2 separate regions of the Sus scrofa genome follow, and region 2 is linked to region 1. Evidence: chromatin contacts called from public Hi-C data. All regions are on one chromosome and are shown on one strand. The core of a region is the stretch at or near the end of the contact, and the rest is flanking DNA. Distances in the headings are between cores, read along the strand shown.

Evidence for each region. Hi-C and Micro-C count contacts between places; a contact is called where the count stands out from the background.
Region 2: a contact with region 1 is called in a Hi-C map of liver, with 6 times the contacts expected there. The contact joins the promoter of TANK here to the promoter of RBMS1 in region 1. A contact is called at or near these places in 1 of 47 Hi-C or Micro-C datasets (liver) and 2 of 2 datasets of contacts at active chromatin or transcription factors (alveolar macrophages and skeletal muscle).

What each region holds. Positions count from the first base shown.
Region 1 is chr15:67,406,873-67,411,489 of Sscrofa11.1, reverse strand. RBMS1 (RNA-binding motif, single-stranded-interacting protein 1) reads left to right here and starts at 2,063. Exons shown (of 14, transcript XM_003133427.6): 1 at 2,063-2,623. The coding sequence starts at 2,549. It overlaps LOC106506256 (a long non-coding RNA gene), which reads right to left and starts at 2,250. Exons shown (of 3, transcript XR_001301448.2): 1 at 2,138-2,250.
Region 2 is chr15:67,968,473-67,973,089 of Sscrofa11.1, reverse strand. TANK (TRAF family member-associated NF-kappa-B activator) reads right to left here and starts at 2,118. Exons shown (of 9, transcript XM_021075290.1): 1 at 1,970-2,118.

The sequences.
Region 1 (4,617 bases), core at 814-3,313:
TATCAATCAGTGTTCTGAATTTTAACATAGTCAAATTGATCAATCTTGCACTCTTGGTCACCTTATTAAAGAAATCTGTCCTTACCTCAAGGCTATAAAGATATTTCCTATATTGTCTCCTAACAGCTTTATCATCTTTTTTTTTTTTTTAATTTTACATCTAGGACTTTAATTCACTTGACGTTTTTTCTTCCCCTTTTGTGAGACAGGGGTCCAGTTTCATTTTTTCCATACGGATAGCCAATTGACCCAGAATCATTTATTGAAAAGCTCATTCTTTCTCCACTGCTCTGCAATACCAACACAGTCATAAATCAAGTGTCTACATAATTGTGGGTGTGCTTCTGGGCTTTGTAACACAGGCTGAATTTTCATCATCCAGAAATAAGTAGAACAGTCTAAGTTTGGTAATTTCTTTTATCAACTCGTGCCTAGAACTCCTGAAATTGTTCTTAACTAATTTCTCCTCCTTCAGTCCCTTCTCTAAACCATCACTCCTAGACCTCCTAGGTTCTTAGGTTAGTTCATATCAGTTCCCTTATCAAATACATTAAAGGGTCCCACATAGAAACAGTGTAAAGAACTATTTTTAGCTCCCCTAGCTAGACAATGAACCTTCTGAACCAACATCCAGATTGACATTGACCTCAGCAGGGCCCACCACACAGCAGAAGCTCAAGCAATACTTGTTTCTTTGTAGGATTTGACATAGGTTAACTCTTAATTATTTTTAAGAGAACATGATTTGCCTCCCGGCATATCCAAAAATTTGTTTTTTCACAATGTATAACCCAGAAATTTGTCTAAATCATATAAAGGTGATAAAGGTTTCATTTCACTATTGCATTGTTTTAAAGTACCTTATTAAGCCTTTTGAAATGTAATCAAATAAAAATGTCACTGTTTAACGAAATCATGCATTCCATTTCAGTTTGATTTACCTTTGTGCAACTATGAACACAGACTGTCAGAAAATCAAAATGACAAAACGAAGTGATCAAGGTCTATTTAATAACAAATTAATTTTTCATTACATTTTATTAGATGTGCAAGATCTCCAATTTGAAAGTGCTTTCTTACTTATCCTATTTGTACATTTTAGTATTATCTCTTGTTGCGCTGGAATATAAAAGTCTTCTACAGGCAGCTTAAGGGACCAATTAACTCCATTAAATTATATCCAGTTATGTAGTGAACTGAACCACTGCTGTCTGGGGCTGTCTGGAGCTGTGACAATTAGGAGATGGAGAGAGGCAGAAAGAGATTGATTTTAATATGTCACAGAAGCACACTGCAACAATATGCCAGCGTGACTTTCAAAATGGCCTTAAAATATTCCAAACTCAGGGAGTTTCCTTGCTCCTGAGTGGGAGTTGACAGACTGTCTGGCAGCGTTAGAAAGAGGCAGAGAAAAGCTGATGTCTATATTGTGTCCTCTGATAATAACGTTCTGCCTCTCTGCGGCATCTCCCCCTTAGAAGGATCCGTCTATTTGTTGTGAGGGTGGTGTGGGTGTGTGTGTGTGTGTGTGTGTGTGTGTGTGGTGCGCTTGCGCGCGCACCCGACCGCTTTGCCTCCTCTGGTGCAGAGGGCATGATTTCACCTCTCACATCTGGGAAAACCATACCGAAGGACACTAAACCTCCCAAGGTCATCTAGAAAATTAGTGTTGTGGCCTGAGGGGGGGTGGGAATGGAAGGGACAGAACCCAGGCATTCTGACTCCAGCTTTGTGGTTGGACACCAAATTATTTTCCTTCCCTTGTGAAAAAAAAAGGAAAAAAAAAATCATTGGGGGGGAGAGTAAGAGATTAATCAGATTTCCTTCTCGTTCCCCCTTACCTCCCCTCTCTCTCGAGATAAAAACTCATGAAAGCAAACGAGGTGTCCACTCTGCAGTTCTTAAGCTGTGTCCCCCCCAAATCCAACCCCACCCTTTACCCTCAACACAAAGCGATCCGGACTCCCAAGGTTTCCGCCCGTCCAACCCCGAGCCTGGGAGGTGAGGAGTGGTTAAAACTCAGCCCTCACCTCCAGCCGGTCCCGGCTCCACGGCGCCCAAGCCACGCCCCCACCGCCCTTCCCCCACGGCCTCGGCCCGCCAGCCCCTCTCCCCTCTCCCAATCGGGCGCACCCACCCCAGATGCCGCCTGGCACCGAGCGCAGCCGCCGCCGCCGCCGCCGCCGCAGCAGCACTTTCCACTGGTATTGATCACCTCCTGGCCCCGCTCAGCCTGCTTGCCGGAGCGGAGCGCTGCCAGAGCGCCAGTCCTTGGCAGCCCCGGAGCAGTTGGGCTCCGGGAGGCAACTCCTTGGGAGCGCCCTGTCCGGGGTGCCCTCTGCGCTCTGCAGTGTCTTTCTCTGTGCCTGGGAGAAGAAGGAGGAGGAGGAGAGGAAGGAGGAGGAGGAGGACGTCTGGTCCGGGCTGGGAGGTGGAGCAGCGGCAGCCGCCGCCGCCGCCGCCGCCGGAAAGGGAGAGGCAGGAGAGATCGAGACTTGGAAACCTCAAAGTGCCCGCGACCCTGCACGGCAGGCTCCCTTCCAGCTTCATGGGCAAAGTGTGGAAACAGCAGATGTACCCTCAGTACGCCACCTACTATTACCCCCAGTATCTTCAAGCGAAGGTAAGGGGGAGCGGGAGACAGGGGACCCGGGAGGAGGGGACGCCGGGGGCGCGCGCTGCTCGGGCCCGGAAGGGGCGCGCGGCTAGTCCCCGCCGCCCCCGGCGGAGTTGCTGGAAGGTTGCTAACTATAGCGCTGGCCTGGGCGAAGCCAGGCTGCGCGCCGGGCGGCGGCTGCCCGCGGAGCGGAGTGCGGGGATCGGGTTACAGAGAGCCGCGGGGGGAGAGACTAGACAGGAAAGAGCCGCCGGCCCCTTCCTGGCCTGGGAGGCGGGGAGGGTCGCGAGCCGAGCGGCGCCCCTCGTCGAGCGTCTGCTGCTGGGTCGCTGACGCCTGGGGCCCGTGCCCGGCCCCGCCGGCGGCGCGGATCTTCGACCACCTTCTCCTGGGCCTCGCGTGGCGAGCAGCAACTCTCGGTTTCCCTCCGAGTGGCGCGGAGCCTCCCGCCCCCGGGGACGCCCCTCAGCCTCCCGCGCGCGCGGTGACTGGGGCTGGAGGGGTTGGGGGTGGGGGGGACGGGACTTTTCCCTCCCCGCCTCCGGCCCTGCGCGCCCGCCCCTCGCGTTGATCTTTGTGCGGTGTGGCACTTCACCTGGTTACTGATTTCTACTTTTACGCTGGTGTTTTGGGTAGAAAAGTGGCCAAAGTTCACTCAGCGTTCATTGATGTCCCTTTAATCTTCCCTGTAGCTTTTGCAAAGGACGGACAATGGGCATATTTCGGTGCAGAGAAAGAAGTGACTTCGTATTTAGTTTAGAAAAATACTACCTTATATGTTTACCACCGATCGATTTCCAGTGGTGCTTTCTCAAAAGTGGCCTTGTCACACTCTTGGGTGACACAGCAGATGACATGTTGCATACAGATTGCGACTGGCTTTCTAGGGACCCTGGGTACGTTGTTAGTGGGCCTATGCTATTTTTACAATAAGAATTTGATTCCTCCTGAATTCATTTGAAAAAAAAAAAATGGGTCCACAAAGAGTGAGGGTTTCACTGCTTTGGAAGCTTCTTCCACGGTTTAGGAGGGCATAAGTTGGCTACCAGCCTTCTTCAGCAATTAGCATCTCCCTTGACTCCTGGTGCCCTTGTAGATCACGAAAGAATCAAGTATGGGCACAGTATCTGAACTTTCTTTGAGGGGTTATAATCATGCTCTGCTTGCTGACACAGGGCATTTCTGGCCTGGTACAAAGAATCTCTGATTGAACCTTGATAAGCTTTTCTTTCTTAAAGTGTGTGTGGTCCATGTTAAGGTACTTACACCCTAGTTCTGTATCTGTCCATGTAAAAAGGACACTTGTCCGCATAGAGACCAGACATTTGTTAGCCTTCAAGGGCCTTATTTCACCCTCCTCCTATTTTCATTTTACTTTGGTTTTCGGAAAAGCAGCAAGATGGTTGAGCATTATTCATTTCTGTGTGGTCACTTTGGTATTTGTTTTCATGGACGGGAGGGAGGTACCCGATTTTGGTGAGCTACATTGTAAATATAAGTTGTTCAAAGAAATTTTAAGTGTAATCAATGCATTGCTTTTTAGATATCACATGTGTTTAATGCACTTGTTTAGATTGCGCAGCATTGGGTACCTAAAGGACAGCCTATTCAACGTTTAACTATATGAATAATAAATAGCGTACCCTCAGGTGAAGAAGAAAAAAGGCCATGTTTATACAGGCACATCCACCCTAGTAATTTTTATATACCATTGGTAAGTTAGAAACCAAGTGCATAGCATTTAATATAGCTAATGCAATGCCACTTGGCTCTTTTTGCCCTGTAAATAATTGAAGAGAGAGACAAACGGCAAGAGCCTGCTCTAGTAATTAGGGTTGGATCCCAGAAAGCTTTAGGGTCCATTTCTGAAAGTGTGCTTCCTGCATAAAGCATTTAATATTGATTTGTGTTACGGTAAACGACATTCTCAAAACATATCTTGCTGTTTCTACTATAAAATCTGAAATCCTATTACTCCGAATGTCTTTGTTTCCGGAGAA
Region 2 (4,617 bases), core at 869-3,368, 560 kb before region 1:
GGCCAGATATATAAATCATCTACATATCAGTAACAAAACATTATTAGTGAGTAGCTGAAACCCCCCAAAGACTTAAATTTTAATGAAAGCAAATTCAACAGCTTACTTTAAATTTTACCTGAGAGGGAATGTAATAATCACAGACATTTTGAAAAAGGCAAATGAAGAGAGACTTGCTCTATGAATTACTAAAAAGTGCCTAATTATCGAGATTGGTACGTATATAGGAGGACACAACAGAGCAAAGCAACAGAAGATCCAAAAAAAGACCCATGTTCAGATGGAAATTTACTATAGTAAGATAGTATTTCCAGTCATTTGGGAAAGAACTGATTTCAACAAATGATTTCAGGAAAAATGACTAAATCTCTATCTTATACAATGTACAAAAATAATTTGCATACAGTTTTATGAGTAAAGCATGCAAAACTATAAAAAGTAACAGACAAGATAGGAAACTATTTTAATAATTTTTCAGTGGTGACTGATTCTTAGGCCATACAAAGCCTGAGCATTTAAAAACAAAGACTGATGGTTCTTGAAAGTATTTGCCATGTAATTCACAAAGGATTAATATATCTGTATCATAATGAAATACAAATAATTTTGAAGAACAAGGACAAATATATAAACAGGCCAAAGGTTAACTACAGTTATGGTAAAGGCATATGGTCTAGGCAAAGCAATACCATGCTGACATTAAGATCAAGTAGAGCTACATATGGTAAGATTTCCACCACACATTTTTTATCTGAAAACCATATAATAGAACTGTATGCATATAAAATCTCATTTTCATAAGAAGGCAAAACAGTATGTTTACCTACACATAAGAGAGATGTGAAAGGTTGGAGCACCTATGGTTGGGGAGAGGGTTACAAAGGAGTTTCATTTTCTGCTTTATACAAGTCTCTACCATTTTAGGGTTTTCCTCCCCTCCCCAATGAAAGGGACAAGATAATTTTCCAGCAGAATACATAGCTTTGCTTCTCTCTTACGTTTCGACTGAAATGTGCATTCCAACCTTGGTAGGGAGGGAGATCACTATTTTTCCTTACTTTCATGTCACTTCACTTCCTTCACCACCACTTCCCTCTTAAGATATAACTTGTCAAAGGAATCTGAGATAAACGACACTTCGATAGCAAGACTGCTCTACTTTTGCTTGTTATAGCATGTTAAGAGCCACAAAGACTCTGGTTTGGGTATCTTCCCCCTTCTTTCTTCACTTTGTGACGAGCACGGCTTGTTATACCGGTAACTCTTCGCTAGTCAGTTTACACCGCGCTGGGGATTCCGTCTAACTCCCAGTTCCGTGGGGGCAGGGTGTGCTACAGCTCTCTCCGCCTCAGCCACCCACCCATTCTCTCCGTGACCCTCGGGGAAGTTTCCTAACTTCTCATTGACAAGGCTCTGATGACACTCTGCAGGAAAGCTGAGAGCGGAACTGTGCAATAATCCTGGGAAAAACAACAGAAAGAACCTAGGAAGTTTTCGAAAGAGTAACAACGGCAGTACTAGCTTGAGGAAGACAGCCCCTGTGAGGACCGGAGGCTGGGACATTTCGCGCGGGGTCCACCACTCCCCCTGACATCGCAGGCCCTGCTTCCCCAGTTGGCCCGCCAAGAATTCAAGTCCCCGAGATTAGCACGGCGCGGAATCCCGGTGGATCCCTCCCCTTGAGCCGACGCAGAGGGGGCAGTTGTTTGCTGAGCTGACGTTGCGGGCCCGGAAAGCCCCTTCCGGGTCCTCTCTGGGACGCTGACCTAGGTCATTTCACTAACAGTAAGTCCCTCCCCACTCTAAGAACCGGTTGTCTCTGCAGCTCCTCGGCTTCTCTCCCTGCGGCGCCCATATGGACAGCGCATGCCTCTCGCTCACACACACACACACACACACACACAAGTGCGCCGCCGCCGTGCCCGACGGATTCGGACACACCAGCTCGCTCACAAAGTTTCTTACTCACAGTTCAAGGCGTCCGCACCGGCCTCGCACGCCACAGGGCTCCGGCACCCGGCCGGGGGAATCCAACCGGAAATTGTTTTCCGTTCCAGTTCAGAGGGCAGCGCCTGCGCGCGGAGCCATTAACCCTTCACCTTCCACCTCGCCAGACCTGGCCCCTCCCGCCCGCCCTGCCCATTCAAGCCCCGCCCAGCGCAACTCCGCCCTGCCTCTCGGGGAAAACCACAGCCACAGAAAAGGCTTCCATTGTCAAGTTTAAAGGTGACCTGGGGGTCTTGGCAAAATTTCTGCCAAACATTAAATAACAGTGTCTAATACCACACAGTATGTAAACTGAGATTTACCTGAGAGGCCTGCTGAACATGTAGATTCACCCCTAGAGATTCCCAGAGTTCAGAGCAACTGGGGTGAAGCCCAGGAACCCCCATTTTCAACAGATCCTCATGTGAATGTGATTGAGGCGATTGAGGTTCACACTTTGAGAAAAACCACACACACACACACCCCCATTCGATTTTTCACAAACCAGTAACACTTCATTAAATGTACTTGCTGAAGTTGAAAGGTGCTCCATGAATTGCAACTAAATCTTTATGAGAAAATTTCCCATGACTTACAACTCGCCCATTATTCCGTTTCCTAACTGTGCTTGAATATTCTCCAAAATAGAAATTTTACACAGATAGCTTCAGAAAAGTTTTAGTTCTGATAACTACTCCTTCGGGCAAGTTGTTTAACCTAATGAACTTTGATTTTTAAAAATCTGACAAATGAGGACCATGAAAACTTCTTCACTGGATGGACAGTTGCAGAATCAATCGAAAATTTAAACAAAAGTCGTGGTAAACTTTAGAATGCTCTGCAAGTGAAAAGTGTTGTCTGGAATCACTCCTGTCAATCTGGCCTCTTCCCACCACCAAGATCATCTCTAGGACCCCTTTCAGGAAAAGAGCAGTCAAATCCATAGTATATGTGGAAGCTTCCCGAGAGCACTGAAGGCTGAGACTCTCCAAGTTGACTGGAACATGATTGCTTCTGGCTGAATGCATGTAGCACTTTTAGAAGCTTCCATGGTGATGAACTACTATTTGTTTAATTCTACACTATTAAAAAATTCTAGAATAGAGAATCCGGAAATAAACCCTGACACTTATGGTCAATTAATCTTTGACAAGGGAGGCAAGAACATCAAATGGAAAAAAGAAAGTCTATTCAGCAAGCATTGCTGGGAAACCTGGACAGCTGCATGCAAAGTAATGAAACTAGAACACACCCTCACACCATGCACAAAAATAAACTCAAAATGGCTGAAAGACTTAAATATACGACAGGACACCATCAAACTCCTAGAAGAAAACATAGGCAAAACACTCTCTGACATCAACATCATGAATATTTTCTCAGGTCAGTCTCCCAAAGCAATAGAAATTAGAGCAAAAATAAACCCATGGGACCTCATCAAACTGAAAAGCTTTTGCACAGCAAAGGAAACCCAAAAGAAAACAAAAAGACAACTTACAGAATGGGAGAAAATAGTTTCAAATGATGCAACTGACAAGGGCTTAATCTCTAGAATATATAAGCAACTTATACAACTCAACAGCAAAAAAACCAATCAATCAATGGAAAAATGGGCAAAAGACCTGAATAGACATTTCTCCAAAGAAGATACACAGATGGCCAACAAACACGTGAAAAAATGCTCAACATCGCTGATTATAAGAGAAATGCAAATCAAAACTACCATGAGATACCACCTCACACCAGTCAGAATGGCCATCATTAATAAATCGACAAATAACAAGTGCTGGAGGGGCTGTGGAGAAAAGGGAACCCTCCTGCACTGCTGGTGGGAATGTAAACTGGTACAGCCACTATGGAGAACAGTTTGGAGATACCTTAGAAACCTATACATAGAACTTCCATATGACCCTGCAATCCCACTCTTGGGCATCTATCCGGACAAAGCTCTACTTAAAAGAGACACTTGCACCCGCATGTTCATTGCAGCACTATTCACAATAGCCAGGACATGGAAACAATCCAAATGTCCATCGACAGATGATTGGATTCGGAAGAGGTGGTATATATACACAATGGAATACTACTAAGCCATAAAAAAGGATGACATAATGCCATTTGCAGCAACATGGATGGAACTAGAGAATCTCATCCTGAGTGAAATGAGCCAGAAAGACAAAGGCAAATACCATATGATATCACTTATAACTGGAATCTAATATCCAGCACAAATGAACATCTCCTCAGAAAAGAAAATCATGGACTTGGAGAAGAGACTTGTGGTTGCCTGATGGGAGGGGGAGGGAGTGGGAGGGATCGGGAGCTTGGGCTTATCAGCCACAACCTAGAATAGATTTACAAGGAGATCCTGCTGAATAGCGTTGAGAACTTTGTCTAGATACTCATGTTGCAACAGAAGAAGGGGTGGGGGAAAAACTGTAATTGCAATGTATACATGTAAGGATAACCTGACCCCCTTGCTATACAGTGGGAAAATAAAAAAAAAAAAAAAAAAAAGAAAAAAATTCTCACTATTTTTGCATATATATGACAGGGGTTAATGGTGTTTGCAAAAGGCTTTATCACCAAGCACAAATGTACTAAGGGTGTTTAAATAGCAATTTGATAGCC